Regions from separate parts of the Mus musculus genome. Here regions 2, 3 and 4 are each linked to region 1. A link is a contact called in public HiChIP or PLAC-seq and promoter capture Hi-C data. All regions are on one chromosome and are shown on one strand. The core of a region is the stretch at or near the end of the contact, and the rest is flanking DNA. Distances in the headings are between cores, read along the strand shown.

Region 1 (3,480 bases), core at 851-3,350:
AAGGCGGTGGGAAGACGGTGTGAAGGACGGAGGCTTTCCAAGAGACAGTGGTGGCCCGCAGAATCATCCAGAAGGCATTTGCCTATTTTCCCAGCCAGCCAAACAGCCTCCCCTCACTTCGTGCAGCTTATGGAACATTATGGTTTTGGTTTAATCAAACGGTGCTTCTAGGGCTTGGAGAGATGGCTCAGCAGTTCTCTTGCTGTTCTTGCAGAGGACCTCAGTATGATTCCCGGCATCCACACCAGGGGACTCACAACTGCAGATCCAGGGGATCCAATGTCTTCTTCTTGTCTCCACGGGCACCAGAACACACATGGCATACACTCACACAGACACACAAGCCAACATATAGAATGAAAAGAAATCTTTAAAAAAGATGTTTTATATTCCACATCTTTGTATCTTTGCCATGGTAAAAACAATCCTCTAGGGATTGGGAGTGTGGGGGAGGGTTGGGCCAGTGTGTATAGCATGGAAGAGGTCCAGAGATTCTAGAAACTGGCTTCTACTCTCCAGATCTCTTGGTCTGTGTAGCGCATACTGCTTCTTCAGAGCTGACCCCCGGCTTAGATGTGTCTGTGCTCAGACGACGCTTTCTCCCCATCCCCATCTTTGCATCTCTCTTTGGGTCCAGAATAGGTTTTATCTTTGTGAGTTCTTCTTTATGCAGCACATTACGAGCTTCAGCATTTTTCTGTTGCCCTAGAAAGACTATCTCTCTGAGGTCTGGTACTGTTTCCCTTTTCACAGCACCTCATAAAGGGCTTCCTTAGAGCACACCCTTTCTGTTCCACTACCCTGGAGGTACTGGAGGGAAGCATCCCGGGATTCCTACTGCCTGCATCCTGGGACTCCTACCGCCTCCATCACTATCTCCATCCTTCTGCATTTTTCCGAGGTTTCATTTTGTAACACGAAGTGCTTCACCTGGAATCGGTTCTAATTCTCCAAAGCATTCCAGAGAGACTCTTAGCGTTTTTATTCCCCTAAAGCATTATTTGGCGGTTTTCTCTGGTTTTCTCTTAGAAGCACACTTCTCTTGTTTTGATTGTTCAGGTCCTTTGTCTTTCCCACTTTTTCACTTCCTTAGCTCACCTTATTTTATAATTAAAGTACCTCTTCTGTTCAGCAGAGGGCTCCCTTTCCATCCGTGCTTGTAGCCCTAGCATCTAGGATTTGAAGCTTGCGCTCCTCGACTTTCTCTGTCGACACTAGATCACTTAACTTGGAAACAATCCCACCTAGCTTGGTGTGGCTGCGCTAAGGGTCCCTCTGCTGCGGACATTACTCCGTTCCTCTAGGATTGAACATTCTTTGGATACCCTCCCAGTGTTCCTGAAGCCATTTCACTCCCTGGATCCCCTGCTGGTTCTTCATACGAGGTTCGGTAGGGTGCACATCACTAACGTCAATTTACAGCCGAGGAAACTGAGACTTAGAGAGATTCACCCAAGATCTTGTAGCTTGTGAGGTTAACTAGCAACCGGTCAGCTCTGGCTTTTCGGTCCAGCCCAGCAGCTTAGCATCTCGCTGTTGCTGGAGTTGATTACAATCTCCCGGGTTTAGTACGCGGTCCTTTTCTCATTCATATTTCAAATCCACAGGCAGAAAAATGTTTCTACACAGCTAAAGGGGCTGGGGTATTGGGGACCCCAGGGTGTGTGTTGGGGGGAGAGCTTTCTCAGGCTCCAAGTTGGGGTCGGTTTGAGATGGGGATGGCAGAGAACGGTAAGGTAAAACCTAGCAAAAGATGGCAAAGGCTAGAGACCTAGGACAGAGGCAGCTTCTGTCCACCCATCCCCATAGCTCGCAAGCTAGGGGCCGGAGTTCTGCTAGGGGGCGAAATCGGGATGCAGGGCGCCCCCTCGCGCTCTCCCGCTCTCCTCCGGGCTGGCGGGTGAAGCGCCAGCAGTCGCAGGTCCTCTCCATCCCCCTCCTCCTTTTCTCCCCCGCTCCCCTCCTTCTCTCCTCTGGCTTCCAACTCCTCCCCCACGCCTCCCCCCCACCCCACCGCCTGCTCCCTCACTCTCCTCCTCCCGGCTCGCTCCGGCGCGCGGGGTCTGGAGCTAGTTGGAGCGCGGGGGTTGGTGCTGGAGCCCAGCTCCGCCGAGCCCCGCCGGTCGGCCGCGCATCCAGCGGCTGTTGGAGCAGCCGGAGCGCAGCCGGGCCCGACAGGAGTCGGAGACTGCGGCGGAGCGCTGAACCCGTAGTCCGGAGCCTTGCTGTTCGGCCGCCCCATTCCCAGACCGGCCACCAGCCCTCGGGTTCGTCGCTGTGGTCCGCACCGCCCTGAGCCCAGGGCCGCGGGGAGCCCGGCACCTGCGCGTGCTGCCGGGAGGTGAGTCCGGGAGCTTCCGGAGCTTTTTCCCTCGCCAGCTGGGGCTGTGAGTTGCAAACTTCAGCAACTAGGATAGGTAGAGGGGTGGGAGTCCGGGGGCGCTGGTAAGTTGGAGGCACGTTGGGGAGGCTTCAGGGGGCTGGAGCGCGGGTCCCGGGGCTGTCTGGGGCTACCTCGGCTGGGGCGCCACCGGAGCTGCTGCGTTCCTGACACCCGCTCGCTCTGGCTTCTGGCTCCACTGGGCTGCGATCAGCGCGTCTAGGCTGCAGCCGCGGCGGAGACCCAGATCGCGGGCCTGGAGTAGGGGGACTGACCAGGGAAAGGCTGGGGGAGCGAGGGGGCAAAGGAACGGAGACTGGGCCGAGACAGAGGTTCAGCAGAGGGCGGGCGGGGAAACCTGGCAGAGGAAGAGTGCGGGCGGCGAGGCGCGTGGGAACGCGTGGCCGGCCCAGAGTGTGAAATCTCCCGCGCAGGGACGTCCCCCATGCCGCCGCCACCAACCCGGCCCTCGCCTGATTCTTCCTAGACCCCTCCACCCCCTAGGCTACTCCAGCCTTAACTGGGCCCTTCGGAGCCCACAGTGTCCTCTAAGGCCCTGGATGGAGCAGCCCGGGGCCCCTTGCTCCTGCCTCAGCCAGTGAAGCGGGTGCGGCGGCGGGAACCTGGGACTAAAGGGGCGATTTCCTGATTTATTTTTCTCATGGTAATTTGTCTTTGTGATTGGGGCTGCCCATTCACTTTCCGCTCACGTCGTGCGGGAGATCCAGCGCGGAGGGAGGGATGGGGGGGGGGGTTGCGCTTGGGCACAAGGAGGGATGCGAACAGGAAAGGGGATCCGGGGACCCGAGCCGGCGGGAGCGGAGACAGAAGTAGCAGCAGGACCCGCGGAGAAAAAGCGAAGGTGAAGAGGATCGGCAGAACGATGTGGGCTCCGTTGCGGGCCTCAAACTTTAAAGAACCAGACGACCACCTGAAGCGCCGATCTCATCCCTTCTGGTTGCTTTACCGGGGCCCGGTTCTGAGTCGTCTCGCCCCGTTGCGCCAGACATGAGTAGGCGCTGAGTTTGGATCTGGAGCGGTGGCCTCGGGACCTTGCCCCCAGGCCTGCGATCCTCTTCTGGCTTTTGATAATTGGAGAA
Region 2 (3,356 bases), core at 199-2,698, 530 kb after region 1:
TAGAAATCAGATAATGTAAATCAGAAAGCGCTTTTATTAATAAAATAGGTAAAAGTAAAAGAAATCACTGGAAGGTGCTCACAACACACCAGACACTCACAGATCACCTGGCAGTCGTTGCCCATAACATCCTTGGTGTGCTATTAAAACATTCCCCATCGGAAGTAAAATTGTTGTTAAATTGTGCAAGGAAGTCTGTCTTGGTTAGAGGCCCAGCAGAGAAGTTCCAAAACATCAGAAATCTTCCAAGACACTTTAGCTTTCCATGACGTGTGCTACAGTCTAGAAAAGTAACTACTGCCAGTGTTTAAGTGACTTTCACATAACTCACAGGTTGCTGATTCTTTTGCTTGCTCTTTTGAAAACTTTGTAATACTTAATAAACATGCACATCGAGATTTTAGATGATTAGATCTTAACTGATACAAATCAAAACCAGTAAAAGAATGAGTGCTTTTTCTCTTTCTCCGTTTTCTTTCTAGAGCAGAGTGGGTGTGAGTTTTTAAGGGTGTAAGCAATGCTGACCCATTGAAAGGTCTTTCAGTCGGTAAAATCTAACCTCTTCACCGGCTACTCTTTACGCAACTATTCTCCATGTACTATTTTTTTTTTTTTGCATTGCTTCAATTACATTTACAATATACATTACTCCAATAACAAAACGTGGAGCTATTCTTTCTCTAAAAATTTAACAACTCTGTAGTAATTTGATGCCATGGAACAAAGGATAGATCATGAAAGTTCATAAAGATGATCAAAAGGTAAGCTACCCTCTAAAGACCCTCAAGATACAAGCTGCAAACTCTCTGATTTCTCAACTTGATAATTCAAGGCTCTCTAGATTTCCCCGAGGCGGGATACGTTCACGTTACCAGACTCCAAAACACTCAACCGCTCCAATGTTTACTGAGAAAACAGGCTATAGACCTTACGTTATTAGCATAACACTTTCCCCTAAGAGAGTCCCGGCACTTACCGCACTATTGTTTAAAAGTATGTACTACCACCCACAACTTAAGGCAACAATTACTCGTATTCTGTGAGATCTTTGAGTCCCTCACCTAAAGAGGGAGGGACAAGTAGGAAGGCACAAGTAGAATAACGGATAGGAGAAAGTCAGGGTGGAAAGCATTACTTCCGTGGATAACTCTTAATAGGAGCTCACAGGAGGATGGGGACCAGGTGGAGGCATCAAGGCACTAACTTAAGATGGGAGCTGCGTGAATGAGCGCCAGATACCAGGGTCTCGGCCAGCCCCCCGCGTCTGCTAAGGCGCTGCGGTCCTCACACGGTTGCAGTAAGCAGGACACCCCCACCGGCGATGCCCCCTCCTGCCGCCCGCAGACCCGCGTCTCACCAGCCGCCAGGCGCAGGCCGCCGAGGCTCCACATGGCCACCCGCTCCGCCGACGCACAGCACCCCACGGCGGCCGCGGCGCTGGCGCTCAATGTCACCAAGGGCCCGCGTGGGGAGGGCGCTGGCGGGGTGGGCGGGGCGTGCCGGCGTGACGCAGCGGGCGTGCGGGACGTGCGCGACGAGCGGAGGATGCGGCCAAACGCCCTGCCTGCCCGGGCATGATGAAGGCGGAGGAGGGAGGGCGATGTCTGCCAACTGCGAAGCGCTGAGTAGTGTTTTAGGACTGTGCAAGCGAGTCACACACGCGGAGGGACTCGGGACCAGGGCCCTATGGCGTCCGGGCTTCGGGAATGCCCGAAGGAAGCCTGCTTTCCACTTAGCTATGTTTTTAAAAACATCTAGTCATTCTCACCGCTTGCCCACCCTCACCTCCCCAAACGCCGTTAGTTTCTCGACGCTTCTTCGAGGGGCTCATCCCTCATTAGCAACCCGATGCTCTAGGCTTAGCGAGAGGAAAGGCAACCGCCCGGGCTCACGGTATTTGCTGTCAGGCAGCACCGCGGACACCTCTGCTCCACGGTGATTGGTCGGCTGCGGGGGTCCTCGTGTTCGTTCAATATGGCGGCGCCCAGTGGCAGTGTGAACTGTGAAGAGTTCGCCGAGTTCCAGGTGATGAGGTTTTCCACACGTGGCAAGCTTGTCCAGCCTTTTGTCCCCACGTCCCAGTCGGTGCTTTGGTCCGGGAAGGGAGGATAGACAAACTGTAGGAAAAGCAAGTTGCTCAGAGCTTTTTATAGGGGAGCCTTTGGAGGTCATGGGGGCTGGGGGTGGCCTTGGAAAGCGGAGGTGCTCAGCGTAGGAGGTGCCGGAGGCTCACCGGGTCATTCTGGAGCGGTCAGGCCGAGCTCTGAAGCTGTGGGTAGGGATAGTTAATAGTTCAGTAGTTCTCCGAACTTCATTCCCAGCTTCTACCAAAACTCCCCTACTTCTAAGTTGAGATTTTGTGGGAGAGAAAAAGTGAAAGAGACCTTGTGTACTTGATAAAGTATTTGGCATAGTGCCTTTTTATGTGTGTGGTGCGATACAATGAATATTTGGAAGCTTGGGGGAGGGTTAAGTCAAATACTTGGTCTGTGCTATCGCCTTCTTGATCCCGAGAGAAGGTGTAACACTTAAGTCAAATATGTGTCTTTTTTGGTACTAAAAATTTCAAAGGTTGAATAGTTAACCAAGAATTCAAGAATAACGATCCGGATGTTGATCAATTCACAATGATGGTTCTGCTATTAAATTAGAGTTGAAGCTAAACAAAAAAACAAAAAAACAAAAAAACATGACCTTTAAAAGTGTATTTTAAGTAGAGATAGTAAAATTTGTTAAACATGTCATTTCCCTATCTGTAGTAACCGTAATACTTTGAGTAGCTTGTAGGTAGTGGTATTCTTGAAGATAACCTCACCAAATTGATTTATTTGGTAAATAATTAGGCCAAAAGTATTTTTTTAACATTTATTTTTATGGGCATCGGTGTTTTGTGGGCATGTATTTCTGTGCACCACATCTGTGCATTAGCTGCAGAGGCCAAAAGAGGGCATTGTATCTCTTAGGACTGAAGTTACAAACTTTTGCAAGTTGCCATATGGGTGCTAGGAATTGAACCTGAGTCCTCTGCAAGAACAGACAGATACTCTTATCCACTGAACCATCATCTCTCCAGCCCCTTGGCCAAAAGACCTAATGAATCTGTGAGTTTAAAAAAAAAAAAAATCAAAAGATTTGTTTACCCAGAACCAGTCTTAGCATATGTTTTAATTTTGTAAATAGGCATTAATTTTTGTTCCCACTCCTTCACAGATAGAACCAGAACATACATGAAGGTACTGTAACAATGTAAAACATTACTATGGCATTTACATTTAGATGAATTTGGTAAAATTATGAAAAACATGGTTGACTGGAATTCTCACAAATTACTAAACAAAATTAATATTCTCAAGAGT
Region 3 (3,242 bases), core at 360-2,859, 890 kb before region 1:
GGGCCCCACCCCCAGGGCTTCCCCTCACCTGCTATTTCTGCTCCTTGGTCCTTCTAAACCTAGGGCTTCACATCTGCCCAGGGCCCCAATGCCCATGCAAGCTTGATGGGCTCCCATCCACCACCACCCATCCCCAGGCCTTTAGCTTCCTCCCTCCCTCCAACTCTGGGTGCTGGGGAGTCTGTGACATCACATAGTGTCCTTGCTCCCTGGTGGGCAGGCAGTGGAGTTGCCCCGGCAAGGCACCTAGCTAACAAAGCCCCAGGTGGTGCTTGCTGCGGTTTGGGTCCCGCCCTAACAGGTCCACAGCTCTCCCCCCACCAAGGGTCCAGGCGTTGGAGCTCCTCCCTCATCTCCCGCCTGATACCAGGCACGTGGAGTCGCCTGAAGCCAGACAGCCCCTTTGGAGGGCAAACTGAGGTACCCCGGAGGGGAAGTGGAAGGGGGTGGTGAACAGCCCTGGCCATGCCATGGCTTCGCGGAACTCACTTAGATTCCCAACCATCCCTTGCCCACAGAACCTGGGAAGAGCCTGCAGAGATCTTTAAATGGGGGAGTATTGCTTTCTGGCCAAGTTGTGTGTGTGTGTGTTTTTCCCAGAACTACTATTTTATTGTCTTTTAATACTGTGCACTGTAGCTTGGAAGCAATGGGCTCTGGTGAGCCCCCTCTGTTTTTCCATTTGTAAAATGGGCGTAAGAGCACATTTGGAAGGACCATTGTGGGTACTAAGAGGTATGACTGACACATTATAAACTGGACTGCTTGTTCATTTTTACCAGTGTCTACTAAACTCTGAGTTCCAGGCTTTAGGCTAGCACTGGAATTCTATCATGAGCAAAATACTGACCAAGCCTCACCTGGGGTTTAGAGTGGGTAGAGAAGAAATACATTTAGTCAAAAGAATCGAAATAATGTCAACTTTGAACTAAGTGTCGCTGAAAGGGCGTGGTGGATGTGGCTTGGAGGTCAGGGGAGAGATAAGGTGAGCTCAGAGGAAAAAAAAATCAGACTGTAAAGTAGGAAGGACATCTCCCAAGCCAGCATAACTGCAGGTCCCAAGCCCTACCATGTTCTACTTCAAATCAGAGCAAAGATGTGCAGGGGCTTGGTCCTGAGTCCCGAGAGCTGTTCATAGAAACAACTCTGAGATGCTGGTGTGTGGAGCCTTTCATTTCCATGACTGAACCCTTAGACCACACCAATAAAACCAAATGAAATTCCAGAAATGAGCCCATGGGAGATACTTCATAAGCCTATATTCTTTAGCACTTAGCGAGTATGGGTTGGCTGGCTGTTCTCCACTGGAAGGTCTGAAGGTTTCACTTAGGCATTTATTGGATTGTAAGGACTGGAGGGATGGGCCCTGGAATGTATAATGGAAGAGAGCCTGTCCAAACCAAGAACTTGAAGAATGGAAAAGCACTTTACAGGATGTTGGGATAGTACAACAGTCCGAAGGAGTGGATGGTCTTCCCTACTTTAAAAAACTAATGTAAGTAGATGATGAGGTCACACCACTCAAAGGCTGAGAAGTTGAGCCAAAGAATCTAAGATTCCAAAGCTTTGTGATCCAAGAGTATATGGAACTCCTTCGAGTGAGTAAGAGACAGTAAGTAAGTGGAGGGGAATCTGGCCTGACCTTCTCCTCCTGTGTTGGACATTTCTGCAAAGGTAAAGCTGCTACCCACTTAGACTTCCAGGCTTTGAAAACTGCGTCACTCCTGACTCCCCTCACTGTCTTCCCCTACCTCCTACCAATGTCTGTATATCCACTTTCCTAAATATCTGTTTCCCAGTCCCTCCCTACTTTCTTGAGACATGAATCTCTCAAGTTGTGCCCAAGAAACTGCCAGGCTCTCCTCTGCAGGCTTCCTGCCTGAAGCCCCACTCTGCTCCTTTGCACTCCGCTCTCTTTAGTTCACTCCTGAAGCTATTGGCCAGTGTGTTTCAGTGTCCAATGAACAGAAACAGTACACGTAATTTTAACAAAGAAGGTTCAACATGAAACTTTTCTTTAAGAAAAATGAAGTACGAAGGGATCACAAATACAAAGAGAAGCCTTAAGCTGGACCACTCCAGGAAAAGAATGACCCCAGAACTTGTTGTACAGGGTTGTGGCCACAGTTAACTAGAGGGCAGAGATGCCACCTAGGCAGAACTGACTCTTCAGAGTACCAGAAAGTCTACTTACTAGGAGGTGACTCTGTAGCAGCTCCAGTGTTTCCCAAGAAGGTGCCAGGTGTGTTAGGTTTCCACCACTATACCAAAGTGCCTGAGGTACTTACATTATAGAGAGAAAATGCTTATTTTGGTGGTTCTGAGATCAAGTGGCCCCATTAAACTTGTCTTCTGGCAACAGGAACACATCATTTTAAAAAATAGAAAATTGGGGGCTGGAGAAATGGCTCAGTGGTTAAGAGCACTGACTGCTCTTCCAGAGGTCCTGAGTTCAATTCCCGGCAACCAAATGGTGGCTTAAAACCATCTATAATGGGATCTGATGCCCTCGTCTGGTGTGTCTGAAGACAGCAATTATATATATATATATATATACATATATATATATATATATATATATATATATATATATATATATATATAAATGTGTGTGTATGTATATATATATATGTATGTATGTATATATATATATATAATACATTTTTAAAAATGGAAAATTGTGGCAGGTCAAACCACTCATCCCCTGAGCCAGGAAGCAAAGAGAAAAGGAAGAATCAGAGACGCCGTGGTCTGCTGGGGGCTCCGTGGTCTGCTGGGGGCATGCTCCAGCTAACCGAGGAATCTCCCATTGCACTGCACCTCTTTAAAGTTCAGTTGCCTCTCAGGAACATCCATCCCCTGGGGACCAAGTCTTTAACACACAGACTCTGATAGTTACCAAACCATCGAACAAACAAAAAGGCTAGCTGTGGGCACCACAGACATTCACTGTAGCAGGAAGCCGTTCAAGAGACGACACGGAGCAGGAACCAGATGCTGGAGACGCTGTGCTACAGGGTCCAGAGCTGGGGACACTTAAGGTTTCTGGAGTCCAGGGAGGAGACCACATCTGAACCATCAAGAAAAATGGCTGCCTCCTCCCATGTCCATCTCCAGTGCTATGTACACACAAAGTTTAACACGAGACTGCTTACCAGTACGTGCGTACAGGGGGAAATACTGAAAGACCTACTTCCGTTTTGTTTTTTGTTTTGTTTTGTTTTCCTGGATTTGGAATTGAG
Region 4 (3,357 bases), core at 252-2,751, 520 kb before region 1:
GAGTCTAAATCTAATTGTCTCTTCCACATTTCCACTTACATTTCTAAAAAGGATTTCAAGCTAAACATAAAAGTCCTGACTTCTGCCTTCAAACTTACTTCTTCTTCTTCTTTTTTTTATTTTTTGGTTTTTGGTTTGGGGAGACAGGGTTTCTCTGTGTAGCCCTGGCTGTCCTGGAACTCACTCTGTAGACCAGGCTGGCCTCGAACTCAGAAATCCGCCTGCCTCTGCCTCCCAAGTGCTGGGATTAAAGGCCTGAGCCACCACCGTCCAGCTCAAACTTACTTCTTTTTACAGCTTGTTCTCCCAAGCAATCTGAATGCTCCTTTTACCTTCCTTTAAAACCAAATGTTCTACCCAACACATTTCACTAACTCTAAAATATTCTGAGAATTCAATGTTCCTCACTTCAACTATTATCACACTGGCTTAAATCACTATCATTGTGACCTGGATCATTGTAATAATTTTCTGATACCACTTTTCACCAGCTAATTCATATCGATTCATTCCTGGATCCTTCTGTGTAATCTCTTGAAGACTGACGACGTTTGTTTCTTTCATTTATTTTGAAATATGTATATTTTCCAATACAACCTTGTATATGCTCCACAAGTACTTCTTGGAATCAATACATATTTTATTACATTACATAAATGCCAGTATATTTATGAACACTGATAGTAAGGTACTTTTTATGAAGAAAGTACTAAAAAAAGAAATGAGTGGGGTCAGCAGATTAAAGGAGCTTTCAGAAGTTATTTCTGATCTAACTCAGTAGAAGTATTTCCCTCCCACCTAGCCCATAACCTGTAGGTATAAACAACTCTTTACTGCCTTACAAGGTCCACCACTAACCACTGATTGACCTTAATCCTCTTTAATAAAAAGCAGGCCTACAAATGGAGAAAAACTGGCTAACCTTTAGAGACTGTTGGGAGTGTCCAAGAGAGCAGGTTTAAAAAAAAAAAAATCCAAAGACAGGGAAGAAATTGTTGAAGGCTATTTCCCCGAGTTGGCTACAATTAGAAGAGAAAGATAATATGTTACAAAAATGCTGGTTCCTTCTGCTCTCTGAACAGGACACACAGCTTAACTGACGTCAATCACCCTCTAGCTACTTGGGCAACTGTGTACAGGGGTAAAGATACCTGGTACCTGGTAGAGGCTAAAGTTACCGAGGACCAGGACATATCATTTGGATCCAGCAGGAAGAGATGGTCATAAGATAGCAAATGACCAGAGACAAATTATCCGTAAGAACAGGCCTGACAAGTGAGGCCCAGGTTCACATTAACCTGATCAAACCTGGCGCTGGATGCCCACACGGATTGTGCGCCGGAAGTTGGGAGGAAATTACCCCTATCCAAGATGGCGGCTACGGAGACGAGCGCCTGGAGCGTCTTTGCCCTCATCCAAGATGGCGGCCCCCGTGGGCGCTGTCCCGGCTCCGCCCCGTGCCGCGGCCCCGCCTCTCCCTCGTCCCTTCCTCCGCCCCCTCGTAGAGCCCAGTTGGGTCTGAGGTGCAGGCGCGAGGGGAGCGGGGTTGCGGGCGCTTGACATGGCGGCAGCGGCGGCGACTGCAGCGACCAAGGGGAATGGGGGCGGCAGTGGCCGAGTCGGGGCTGGCGACAGCAGCGGCGCGCGGAAGAAGAAGGGCCCCGGGCCTGTGGCCACGGCGTACCTGGTCATCTACAATGTGGTGATGACGGCGGGGTGAGGCTGGAGCTCCCTCCCCGGGGAGGCGGGGAGCGAGCTCTGTGACCGGCGGGGTCGGACCCGCAGCCCGGGGCGGCCGCGGGGCGAGCATGGGGCAGGCTGGCCGCAGAGCTGCCTGGTCAGGGCCGCGGCGGGGCGAGCGGGCGGGCGGGCGAGCGGGCGGGCCACAGGTGCGGCGCGGCGCGGCGCGGAGGCCAGCCCCGGGCGGCCGGTCAGCACTTCCCCAGCCCGGCGAGGAAGCCCGCCTGGCTGCGGAGATCATTCATTTAGGCGGCCGCTTTCAAAACCCAGGCGGGAGCGTTCGTCTGGGAGGCGGTAGGAACGTGGTCGAAGTTTTCCGCCAGCCGCCCGAGCCGGAGCGGTCCGAGACCGGGGCGGAGACTTTGGAGGGGGATTACTTAGATTTTCTTGGGGCAAGTTGAGATAGGGAGAGAATCGACTCTGGGGATGGTGTCTACCCCATTTCAAGTCTGTCTCTTCATAGCAGGGCTTTTAGTTCCAGTTCTCACACAACTCGCCCTGGGACTTTGAAGAAACCTGCTTCTTTCTCTGGGTCTCTAGTGGGTTTGGTTTTTTTTTTTTTTTGTTTGTTTTTGTTTTTTTGTTTCCCCCCCAGTTAGGTAGAGTTGGGCTAGGTGAATCCAGTTTCGCAATCCGGTGGTTTTGGTGAGCTGGATCACCATATAAATTTAAATTGTCAGGAAATTCCTAAGTCGTAAAACTTCTTAGGTGCAATTTCTCCTGCCTTCTGTTCTCCCTTCCCTTTTCTCTTTCTTTTCCCGTTTTTTTTTTTTTTTTTTTTTTTTTTCTTTTTTCTTTTTGACCAGAACTCATTATGTAGTCCTGGCTCGCCTGGAACTTGTGATTCTCCTGCCTCAATCTTGTGACTGTTGGAATCAGGGGCCTGTGCCACACCACTCTTGACTCCCTAGCAAGCATTCATCCGTTTGTTTACTGGTGCTGGCGATTGAACTTAGGGCCTCACACTTGCTTGTACTCTACTACTGTGCTAGCACTATGGCTTTTTTTTTTTTTTTGTAAGACTTTCAAGTATACAGAAAAAATTTAAAACTGTATTTTGAAAATCCATTCTTAATTATCTTTTACAGTAGGAAATACGTTGGCAGGGATCAAAACTTAAAATATACACAAAATGCATATATACGGTGAAACCCTGTTTCAAATCACTTTACTTGAATCAGCTAATTTTGTATGTTCCTCAGATGCTGGTATTAGCACAGGCCAATAATACACACTTGCACAAACGTTGTAAGCCTAAAGAAATTATGTTGCTTTTTAATGAAGAAATAGGCTTGGAGGGTGGTAGGCTGATTGTTAGTATTGCAGATAGGAGGTGTTGAAACAACATGCCCTCAGGCTGGGCATGGTGGATCTCTGAGTTAAAGAACAGCCTGGTCTCCAGAGCAAGTTTCAGGATAGCCAGGGCTACACAGTGTAATCCTGTCTCAAAGAAAAACAAAACCAAAAAGACAAAAAAGAAAAAGAAAAGAAAGGAACACAGGCTTGCATGTGATTATACAAGTTCTCAAAATCCCTGGATCTAAACTTAAGTCAATAAAGAACTATTGCAGCTACAAGTTGTTGTTCTCATAAATGTCCCCAGATTATTATTTTTTT

The links. Promoter capture Hi-C pulls out the DNA fragments that hold promoters and counts their contacts. HiChIP or PLAC-seq counts read pairs in DNA pulled down with a chosen protein or histone mark.
Region 2: a contact with region 1 is called in an H3K4me3 HiChIP or PLAC-seq map of embryonic stem cells, with 6 times the contacts expected there. The contact joins the promoter of Fam162a here to the promoter of Sema5b in region 1. A contact is called at or near these places in 1 of 39 promoter capture datasets (cranial neural crest), 1 of 484 Hi-C or Micro-C datasets (embryonic stem cells) and 1 of 115 datasets of contacts at active chromatin or transcription factors (embryonic stem cells).
Region 3: a promoter capture Hi-C map of embryonic stem cells shows a contact between it and region 1, with 5 times the contacts expected there. The contact joins the promoter of Ropn1 here to the promoter of Sema5b in region 1. A contact is called at or near these places in 1 of 39 promoter capture datasets (embryonic stem cells) and 1 of 115 datasets of contacts at active chromatin or transcription factors (embryonic stem cells).
Region 4: a contact with region 1 is called in an H3K4me3 HiChIP or PLAC-seq map of embryonic stem cells, with 11 read pairs. The contact joins the promoter of Hacd2 here to the promoter of Sema5b in region 1. A contact is called at or near these places in 6 of 39 promoter capture datasets (cranial neural crest, embryonic stem cells, hippocampal neurons and 1 more), 2 of 484 Hi-C or Micro-C datasets (both in embryonic stem cells), 3 of 115 datasets of contacts at active chromatin or transcription factors (all in embryonic stem cells) and 1 of 9 other capture datasets (embryonic stem cells).

What each region holds. Positions count from the first base shown.
Region 1 is chr16:35,539,262-35,542,741 of GRCm38.p6, forward strand. Sema5b (sema domain, seven thrombospondin repeats (type 1 and type 1-like), transmembrane domain (TM) and short cytoplasmic domain, (semaphorin) 5B) reads left to right here and starts at 2,101. Exons shown (of 22, transcript NM_013661.2): 1 at 2,101-2,341.
Region 2 is chr16:36,070,113-36,073,468 of GRCm38.p6, forward strand. It overlaps Fam162a (family with sequence similarity 162, member A), which reads right to left and starts at 1,449. Exons shown (of 5, transcript NM_027342.2): 1 at 1,358-1,449. The coding sequence starts at 1,391. It overlaps Ccdc58 (coiled-coil domain containing 58), which reads left to right and starts at 1,548. Exons shown (of 5, transcript NM_198645.2): 1 at 1,548-2,025. The coding sequence starts at 1,975.
Region 3 is chr16:34,649,602-34,652,843 of GRCm38.p6, forward strand. Ropn1 (ropporin, rhophilin associated protein 1) reads left to right here and starts at 1,610. Exons shown (of 6, transcript NM_030744.2): 1 at 1,610-1,674.
Region 4 is chr16:35,020,920-35,024,276 of GRCm38.p6, forward strand. It overlaps Hacd2 (3-hydroxyacyl-CoA dehydratase 2), which reads left to right and starts at 1,502. Exons shown (of 7, transcript NM_023587.2): 1 at 1,502-1,716. The coding sequence starts at 1,562. It overlaps LOC105246106 (a long non-coding RNA gene), which reads right to left and starts at 1,426. Exons shown (of 5, transcript XR_876048.3): 1 at 1,152-1,426; 2 at 923-1,019.